2 separate regions of the Mus musculus genome follow, and region 1 is linked to region 2. A link is a contact called in public promoter capture Hi-C data. All regions are on one chromosome and are shown on one strand. Each heading gives the region's core, a stretch centred on a gene start, on an enhancer-like site or on the middle of the called end of the contact. The rest is flanking DNA. Distances are from core to core; before and after follow the strand shown. Region 1 holds the start of Qtrt2 (queuine tRNA-ribosyltransferase accessory subunit 2). Region 2 holds the start of Dnajb11 (DnaJ heat shock protein family (Hsp40) member B11).

What was found. Promoter capture Hi-C pulls out the DNA fragments that hold promoters and counts their contacts.
Region 1: a contact with region 2 is called in a promoter capture Hi-C map of pre-B cells, with 6 times the contacts expected there. The contact joins the promoter of Qtrt2 here to the promoter of Dnajb11 in region 2. A contact is called at or near these places in 1 of 39 promoter capture datasets (pre-B cells) and 1 of 484 Hi-C or Micro-C datasets (CD4 T cells).

What each region holds. Positions count from the first base shown.
Region 1 is chr16:43,888,380-43,893,668 of GRCm38.p6, forward strand. Qtrt2 (queuine tRNA-ribosyltransferase accessory subunit 2) reads right to left here and starts at 1,297. Exons shown (of 9, transcript NM_001356329.1): 1 at 1,188-1,297. Ccdc191 (coiled-coil domain containing 191) reads left to right here and starts at 1,523. Exons shown (of 16, transcript NM_027801.1): 1 at 1,523-1,659. The coding sequence starts at 1,612.
Region 2 is chr16:22,855,551-22,860,735 of GRCm38.p6, forward strand. It overlaps Dnajb11 (DnaJ heat shock protein family (Hsp40) member B11), which reads left to right and starts at 2,295. Exons shown (of 10, transcript NM_001190804.1): 1 at 2,295-2,559. The coding sequence starts at 2,492. Tbccd1 (TBCC domain containing 1) reads right to left here and starts at 2,119. Exons shown (of 8, transcript NM_001081368.2): 1 at 1,795-2,119.

The sequences.
Region 1 (5,289 bases), core at 47-2,546, about 21 Mb after region 2:
GCCTGCATGCCAACATGCTTCCTGCTGTGATGATAATGGACTAAACCTCTAAAACTGTAAGCAAGCCCTCAATCAAACGTTTTCTTTTATAACAGTTGCTTTGGTCATGGTGTCTCTTCACAGCAACAGAACAGTGACTAAGACAGTTACCAGTAGTAACTGGCAGAGTTGTTACTGGAATTATAGATGTATTAGTTTTAGAGGCTATAATATAGGCTAGTGGCTTAAAAGAAACTGAAATTTGTCAAATACAATGTTTCCATATTAACTGTGATAGTTCCCATTTTGCTACAGTGTAATTGTTCTTTTCCCATCTTGCCCCTCTACCTCTAAGCCATCTTCTCCAAATTGACAGCCTTTCTCCAGACTCATCCAAACATTTAAACACACTTGTTCTCCAAAAATGGACACACACTGTATTATATGCACTTCTCTGAACTCTGCTTTTCATTCAGGAAAAAATAGGCACACCTTCCAAAAAATCGCCATGAAACTAACTCTTCCAAAAGAACTAACTACCATTGAGACAGCGGAAAGTCTGAACGTAACACAGCCCATTCAACAATGTTCTTACTGGTTCACACTCAAGTTAGAGGGCAGGTGCTAGGTCTATGGGGCACAGCTTTCCTTATCATATTTCCACCAGTTTATAGTTTGGTTTAGATTCCCTGGCAGAATGTTTTACACACGTTGCTTTTTCAATCATTACAATACTCCCAGGGTTTAGGTACAATCCCATTTTGCCAGTAAGTAAGCTGAATTGCCAACAAGTGGCCGGGTCCAAAGCTCCAGTTCTGAATTTCTGCCCTGCCTTGAAAGCACACACGCCTTCAGTGGGCTGTTCATGACAACATCCAGGCATGGCTATTTAGATTCAATTTTCCCTTAGTTCCATTAGCCATCCCAGGAGCCCTAGACTTTCCTATTCGTATAGCTTCCCAAGTAACTGCTAAACTCAGAAAAACTTGCAGCTGAGAAGCTCATTCTCTGGCAGAGGCCAGGAGAACGGAGGTCCTTTTCTTTCTGAACTGTAACTGGCAATCACACTGGGAGACTCGGAGCTGGCAAAAGCCTAGACCAACAAGAAACCAAGTAATGACGAGGTGGGAACAAGACTGCAACGCAATAAAAAAAAAAAAAAAGTGGGCGCTATTCACCCTCCCTCAACAAGGAAAAGGAACACTCACCGGTTGATAACACAACTCCGCACCCTCAGGACCCTTAAACTCTTCGCAAGAGATAACACGTGTTCCGACTCGTAGAACCCTTGGCCCACTAAACCACGGTCTCCGCCGCAGAGCCAATCCGGAATTTCTGCGTCATCACCAAGCGCCAGAATTACGCAAAGGCCCTGCTAAAGAAGCCCAGTGACCTCCGCCGATGCCATAGTAACAGCGTGAAAGCAAGCTTCCCGCGCAACGCCTCCTGGGAGTAGTAGTTCCGGAATGTCTGACCCCTGTCTAGCTGCTAGGTGGCAGAACTACAACTCCCAGAACCACCTGAAAGCAGTCTGGGAGGAGGCGCAGTTGTCTCTGTTGTGGCCGAAGTCTAGGCCCGAGAGTGCAAAACGTGCTGCTGGCGCCCCAGGGAGGGTCCGCCTCAAAGAAGAAGATGGAGCTGAGTCGCTGGAAACGGTTATCAAGGAAGCTGAATCTCAAGGTGATCCCAGTCGGGAGCTTTGAGGAACATGGGCCGGCCCTAGGCGCCACACAGTCCTGAAGCCAGCCGCTTCCCGCCCTGCGCTTCCTCACTCTTCCCCCGGGGGCATCCTTACCTGGCCTTGGCTACCCTAGAGCCTGCACAGCCCTAGGTAGCGTGATTTAAGGAGCCAAAGGGTCTGTGTACTCACTACTGTGATGGGCTGCATCCTGTAAGGATTATTTCTATCTATGGAGAGGTCTCCTAGTGTCCATCATGGTGAGGGGAATTTGCCCCTAATCCTTACTCTGCCACCAATTTTAGGAAACTTTCCGCACATTTTCTTCTGCCCCCTTCAAATCTGAGTTAAGGGGTCTTTAAAAGGAAAAAAAAAATCATCACACGAAATTCTCTGACGTTATCCCTTATATCTTTCCCTTTCCAGTTTTACACAAGGTATCTAAAATGAACCCAGAAGTCCAGATGGTTGTATCTCAATACTTTATCCATATGGTTATCTCTAAATTTCACGAGCATTCAAAGTTAGAGCCTCCCTGTATCTCTTACCTCTTCTGTGTATTAGCACCTAAAGGCATCAGGAGGTTGAGGAAGAATTGGGGTGGGGGTGGGGGGTAATTAAAAATAAAAGAGACACCATTTAAAACTTGGAACATTACAAAAGTCACAGCCATGCAAAGTCACAGCCACACCAAGTGTGCCTTCCAGAATACCTCTTAACAGTCACAAAAATAGATGCTTTAAATGTAAAGGAGAGTATTGAAATGGAGGGGCTTCAGCTTTCAGCAGCAGAGCAGTTTCACCAGCTGCTCTTACCTTTCAGTTTTACTTTCCTGTAAAAAGAAAAAAAAATCCTCTTAGACGAGTGGCTTTTGTGGGGGCCCCAGGTAATCATTCTTGTGGGTTATCCTAAATATAGCAGCTGTGTGCACAGGGCACATTCCGCTTAGTGAAAACCATGCTCCAGATACCAGAGGGCACAGGCCAGAGCATTAGTGAGTGGAAACTGAGGTTGCTCCATTGCATAATAGATGGGGCCCGAAATAGCATATGAATATAGATTTGATGATGCAAGGCAAAAAAAAAAAAAAAAAAAAAATTGGGACAACTTAGAACTACAAAAAGAGGGATTTTTCCCCCCTGATAGTGCTCATTATTACTGTCTAGAGGATAAAGTAAAATCCATGAGCGCCTTGAAATTCAACTGTGTTTGAATAAGATCAGCTCTTTCTTTGTTGCCATGACAGTTATTTAGACAGAACAGCTGCATTAATTGTGTGTAAGGTGAGATGAAGGTGAAGTGTTAGGTAAGTGAGGGAGGATATTATACCCTTTACAGCAACTTTCTTGTGCCAGTTGATTGGTTTCTTGTCCCGTTGTTTTAAAAAAAAAAAAAAACAAACCCCGAATATTTTTGCAAAGCAAATCCCCTTGCTTACTCAGTGGCTGTTAGAGTTCTGTGAGCTTCTGGATGTCAGAGAACAGAGGAGGCTCCCTGTGGTCTCCATTTCTCAGTTCAGGTTAATAGCTGACTGATCTGGGTAGAGATTAATTTGTTTCGTTCGTTTTAGGCTTGGTACAACAGTACAAGTTGAGTAGTTTTGTTCCACACCCCCCACTCCTGTTTTATCAGACATCTCAGGTGTAGGAAGGACTGGAAGGCATCTGGCTACTTCTACAAACAGGAAAAGAAAGGACCATAACAGTCGTTAAGCAGAAAATGGCAGAAAGAGGTGAACTAAACAGTGTTTGTATGGGTTTCATGAGAAGTAATGTTTCTATACCCGAATATAGAATACATACTTCTATACGTTGACTCTTAGCCCTGGAGAACTAAGACATAAAAAAAAAAATGCTGATGCCTAGACTACAGACCTAGTACATTACAATCTCAAGGTAGCCAGGAGTGATAAGGATGTCACAGACAAGGCCTCCTGTTTCTTCTCCTGTGGTTTAATGCGCGTTCCCTGCTAGTCAGTGCTGAACTTGCCAGTGAAAAGTTGGGAGGAAAGGATGAAGGCTACCTTTCCATATGCTTTAGTGAGAAGACAGCTTAAAGACAGTAGTGTTGCTGAAGCTATTGCTATGCATTAATAGTTTGTATCTATTTCCTACAGTCTTCATTTGAGCCTGATAATGTGGGGCACTGGATTAAGGTAAGGCATTTCAAAATCAAACAGGAAGCATAAGGCTCAGGTGTCATGATAGATCTCCAGTGTGCATACAGGTGACTGTTGCTATTCCTGTACGATTTTGTATGTCACCTCAATTTTAGATTTTCTAACATCTTTCATTATTCTGTTGCTTTTCGTGAGGTGGCTTAAGTATAAACAAGAAAACAAGTCGATGCACATGCCTTTCCACTAGCATGAGCATTACATGAAGAAGCCAATAGAGTAAGAAAAAAGAGACCTTGGGAGGTAAAGTTGTAGCCTTCGTCAGACACAAGGAAGACGGTTTTGTACGTACTTCAACAAGAGGACCCATTGGCGAAAGCTACATGGCTATCACCAGAATTCATTAATGTCAAGAGCAGTCCAAAAATGGACTAAAAGTTTTCATTAAGAGGCATGTTTTCCATCACTGGGAGTATTGGAGTAAATGCTAAAATTTCACTTAATGTTGCACTAATAAAGAGTAAGCTGGAGCATCCATTGAGAGGGGGATTAGATAATCCGCACAGAAATAATGACTTCCTGACCTGTGATATCTTCCAGTCCTGAGATGTGTACTTTTTAACTCAGGTACCATTAAAAACACTTCATAGGCATACATCTGTCAACTTAGCAATTCATTGTAATCAGTTTATTTGTGTAGCACATAGTTCAAAATCATGTGGTATTTTCCTGAGAGAATCTTCTATCTGGAAGTATTTTGAGCAAATTTTATCTACGTTGGCAGGTGTTATGGGCACCCAGCCAGCCAGAACCCAGCCTAGCTGTAAAGTTTTTAAGCTATTTACTCACTTGCTATTATTTGTTAAGTGCCTACTAAATCCAAGCTTGGGATGTTGAGTACCACAACTGAAATGAGACGCAGGCCAGAGATTATAGTCCAGTGGAGCATAAATAACTGACTTAAAGCTACTACCAGAATTGAAGTTAGAAGAGAAGTATATGATGAGAGGCATTAATCTCGACGGGGCTAGGGAAGACACCCTGACCACTGCAGAAGCCCTGTCCACAAGACAGCTGAGACAGATCACATCGTGAATGGCAGCCCCTGGAAGACCACTTAACCTCCAGGAACCCTAGCTTGCATGTCAGTGTCCGAGTCTCAGTACTGAGGTCCTGCAAGCCTTAGTGACACACTTGCTTACCACCTCTTATAGAGGGGGAGATTTAATGAAAACTCAATGATAAAATCCATCTTGTCTCACTTCTATGATTTTCCTCCTTCATGGAGCTGTCAGCCAGCTGGACTCAGAGTTTTATCATCCCGCTAAACCATCTGCACAGGCTCTCTCACCGTCCTGCTCACAAATCTCCCGTCTTAAAAAATCAATAAGTTCTTATTCGACCCCAAAGTCAGTCCTGATTGTAGAATGATTTTATTTTCTTATCTAATATCTGCAGATGTATAGAATGTGGACTCTTGGCTTTCCTACTTTCATTGTTCTCTCTTGTCCACAAT
Region 2 (5,185 bases), core at 1,045-3,544:
GAACACACACTAACTCATCAACTTCAATTCCAAGGGATTCTCCATCCTCTTCTGGCCTTTTTGAGCAAAAAGGCATGCACTCACTAGGTTACATGTAGGCAAAGCACCTGTCTTAGTCAGGGTTTTACTGCTGTGAACAGACACCATGACCAAGGCAAGTCTTATAAAAACAACATTTAATTGGGGCTGGCTTACAGGTTCAGAGGTTCAGTCCATTATCATCAAGGTGGGAGCATGGCAGTATCCAGGCAGGCATGGTGCAGGCAGAGCTGAGAGTTCTACGTCTTCATCCAAAGGCTGCTAGTGGAAGACTGACTTCCAGGCAACTAGAGTGAGGATCTTATACCCACACCCACAATGACACACCCATTCCAACCAAGTCACACCTATTCCAACAAGGCCACACCTTCAGATGGTGCCACTCCCTGGTCCAAGGCTATACAAACCATCACAGCACCCATGAACATCAAAATAAACCTTTTTCTTTCTCATTGAGGTTTTGGCAAAACATCAATGTTTGTTCCAGCACTATTCACAATAGCTAACTTACAGGATGGACTTAGGAGTTCAACAAGAGAATAAAGAAAATGTGGCTTATGTACAATGTTTTCTTCCAAACCATAGAAAATGCAGCTATAGGATACAAAAGATGGCTTAACCATTAAAGGTTAGGCTCACAAGCAAAAATTTAGGAATGCAATTTTGTTGTATACAGGAAAATGGATATAACTGGAGATAACTATCTTGTCTAGATGACTATCTTGTCTCAGAGAAACAAATACATGTTTTATCTCAATGTGTGGCTCCTAGATTTTATATAGGTACTTAAAATCACATATGTGTATATGGCAATGCCAAATCACCTAGAGAAACAAAAGGAATAACAGCACAGAGAGAAAAAGGTAAAAATATATACATTATACAGTTTGACTATACAAGAAAGTACCATATACAATGACTATACACAATGAAACATTTTTAAAAGGAAGGGAGTTGATTATTCTGGAACATGCTACGATATTTAATAGGTGAGGATATATATCATTAAATTAGACAGCTTTGTAAGTTACCATAGACTTGGCCTTTTACTTTGAGTGCAATGAAAAGCCACTAAAGGTTTTAAGCAGGAGAGGATGATTTGACATAGTTTTTAAAAAGCGGGAGTGCGCTGGGGATAGTTCAGTCCATAAAGCTTGCCACTTACTTGCCATACAAACAGGGGGTCTTGAATTCCGCCCATTGTAGCAACTGCAACAACAACGTCCTGGATTCCCAGCACTCAAGAGACAGAGACGGTTCTCGAGCTCCTGGGTCCACCAGCCTAGTCTAATCTGTGATCTCCAGGTTCCCTAGTGCGCTCCCGAGTGCACACAATCATAGGGTGGAGAGCAGAGGAACTTTAAAATAGTGTATCAAGATATGAAGTTTGGAGGCAGGGAGATCGGTTATGAGACCTTTGCAAGCAGGAGATAATTATGACTCAGAGGTGGAGCTATAGTGGACAAGCACACATTACGGTTCACTGATAAAAATCTGAATAGGTTATGCAGGAAGCTAAGCTGAGAAGCTGTCCTAAACAACTAGTTGTCTGAGGTAAACAAAACTGGAGAAAAGAGCAACCGATGAACAAGCTCTAGTGCCTTTTATTGATTGCATGCTTGCTGTGTGCAATTCTGCTAGGAAACTTGCAGGAAAAAAAAAAGTTTAATTAATTCCCAACACTGCCAGAGAACGCTTTGCCTTAGTTCTGTAGAAAACAGGTTCGAAAGTGGGGTGGAGATGGGGCTGCCTCACCGCTACGGAGTGCTGGAAGCCGAATCTTAACTTAAGTCGGTCTCTATGGCGGCGTCTCTACAAGGTACCAGGTCCCTCTTTTCCACGGTAGCGAGACTGTAATAAGTTAGTACTGGGAGAGCCTATCCCCAGGCAAGACGCCCCACGTACTTTGACACCTCCTGGGGTTGCACTTCGGTGAGCGCTCGCAAGTCACGTGTGCACATGGCGTAGCTTCCAGACTGGTAGTAAGACCTCTCTCAAGCAATTGGTCGGAATCGGGAAGGAGCCTCGCGATTGGTGGACATTCGGGTTTCCTACAGCAGCGCGCTCTTTCTCGGCTCCTAACTCTCTCCGGTTCTCAGCCGCTTCCGGGCGGCGCGAACCTCTGACGTTTTCTCTTCCCATTGGCCGGCGGACACGACGGCTGTTCTGCTGTCTGATTGGCTTCCCGCGCCGCCTCGGAGGTGAAGTGTACCGCGCTGATTGGCTGCGGAGTGGCGGCCGCGTGTGATGTCCCCGGCGGCGATTGGCCCACGCCTGGCTGCTCGCCGGCTCTGGGGCTCCCGGAAGGTGGCAGCTGAGGAAGGGGCGCGCTACCTGTCTCCGCGGCCGGGCAAGAGAGAGACCCCGGCGTGAGGCGGCCTCCCTGGGCCGGAAGGGCTGGTCAGCCGACGCAGCGGCACCGGAGGCTGAGAGGGTAGGACCAGGGGACGCCATGGCCCCGCAGAACCTGAGCACCTTCTGCCTGTTGCTGCTGTACCTCATCGGGACTGTGATCGCCGGGTGAGGAAGGGGGCTCCCGCGCGTGCAGCAAGAGGCCGAGGGGCGGCCCTTGCTGAGAAGGACGCGGGTGACATCGAGGAGTGAGGGAGGGGCACTGCCGGGTCGAGGGACAAGGGGGTAGTGTGGGCCAGGCTGGCGGTGCAGGGCCAGGTTTCCCCCAGGAAGAGCGGGGGTTGGTTGCAGAGCCAAATACCACGTTTGGGGATTGGAGGGAGTTAAGTGGCTGTGAGCAGAAGAAGGGAGGCGGACGTCTGAGGGATGAGGCTCTTGATGGAAATGAAGGAAGCGAGTGTCAAGCTGGGGTTGAGATTATAGATACGTCCTTGACGTCTGAGTTCCAGAGTGGGACTGTGGGTTACCCAGTTTGCAACAAGCCTCCAAAAGGCTGACACTAAAGTGGGTGGGCCATGATGCCATGTCAAATGAGGAGAGCAAGAAAGGAAGCCAAGCTCAGACTGAAGAAAGTTGGCTTGAGAGAGCAGCAAGACACTTTAGAGAGACCTTGTACTTCCCACCTTCTTGGGCTAACGAACCTGAACTGTCTTCTTGCCTCGCTGCCTCTCACCATGGTTCCTTCCTGAGCTGGATGGTCTGAGTGACAACAGTTCTCTAACAGGCGATAAAAACTGGGATTCTAGTCTCATGCCACTCTTAGGAATCCTACAAGCTTGAAGGAACTGTGTCAAGTTCCTGAAATCAGGGATAACTGTGCCAACTTTCAGGGAGAAAGAGCAGGCTTAAAGTTTCTCCCAGCATTTAAATGCATGCACGACCCTATAGATGTGGTGACTTAGGATATGGTATGTTGGACTTGTGTTCTAGAATGCCTTCACCCTCAATCCCTTCTTTGGGCTGATGAAAATAGGTGGGTCAGAACTCAAGGTCATTTTCAGCTATCGACTGAGTTCCAGATTTGCCTGGCCTATATCACATGCTATTTCAAATATATACATAACTGCAAAAATAAAAACACACCAAAAGCTCATAGATGTCAGATTTTGACAATTTATAGGTTGTTCATAATGGGAAACTCACTGCTTAGCATAGCTTTTAAAGTTATTTTCTTTATTTTGTTTTGTTTTGTTTGCTTTAATCTTATCATTTCTTCTTTGTGACATACTTTAAATTTCTCAAAGTTGACATTTCTTACATACACTTTATTGTTTTGTTCTTGTTTGATTAAGCCACGGAGTACCCAAGGTACATCAACATACGATTTTGCATGTAGGAGTTGAGGTATGCTGGTCTCCAACTCAATATGTAGCTGAAGGCAGCGTTGAACTCCCTCCTGATCCTTCAGTCGTCACTTCCCAAGTGTTAGACTTGCAGGCATGAACGACCATTCCTGGAAAATACTAATATTGTTAATACTATAGTCACTCATAAAGCAGCCTCTGGGGAAATAATGCTGACACTCAACTATATCAGCCCCCCCCCCCTTTTTCTTTCTTGTATTTTTCTGAGCTATCATTTAACCTTTTCACTCTTAAATCTTTCATTATTCTCTGACAGTTTCATATACACACATATACCTACCCACAACTCCTTGCTCCCCCCACACATATACTTGCCCTGGGCACACCCCAATATGTTCCCGTCCTAACTTCATGTACCTCTCTGAGTCCGGTTAGTTAGTGCTGCCTTCTCACATGGTGACTATTTGTATTGGCTTGCTCAGGTAGGTCTTGTTCAGGTAACCATATCTTGAGTGAATTCATGAATACCATTTGCAGAAGACAAAATTTGACAACACTCCTTCCCACCCTCTGTGTTTACATTCTTTCTGTACCCTCTACCCATGAACCTTCGGGAGTGTGGGAGAGGGGTGGAAGGTTGAAACACCATTCCATTTAAGATTGATGTCTCAATACTCACTCACTTATTCTCCATGCTTTGAACAGTTATGCTGTTGCATTAACTACTGCCCCTGAAGAAAGAGGTCTCTCTGTCCAAAAAGGAGAGTGGCATGGATTTAACCTTATATTCATGAATATAACATATAACCATGTATATATATTTGTGTGTGTGTTAATATAACATACTTACATGTTGTATCATAGATTGTATTTATATTATATCATATATTTCCATATATATTCATATGTAGTCTATGGATATAACCTAAATATTTACAAGGTAGTTTGACAACATGCCTATTTAACAAAACAACAGTAATAAGTTCATCCCTAGAGGCAGGCAGATCTCTATGTTTGAGGCCAGCCTGGTCTACAGAGTAAATTCCAGGACAGGCAGGGCTACTGAAAAACCCTGTATTGAAAAACAGAATAACAACAACAACAAAAAAATGTATGTAGTTGAGCTGGATATGGTTTTATATACCTATAAATTCAGCATTTGAGAGGTAGAGGCGGGAGGATCAGTTCAAAACAAACTTCAGATACATACTGAGTTCAAGGCCAGTCTGAGCTACATGAGGCCCTGTCTAAGAAAACTAACCGAGAAACCTAACAGAATGATTAAAATAGCCAGATAACTTTTCAGAAGTATGACTAGGAGTTTATAAGGCTGAATGCTAGGATTCATGAATCTAGGACTTAATGAATTTAAGGCAGGCACTCTGAGCCACATGCCAGACCATAAAATGTATTGTTTAATATTCTGTCTT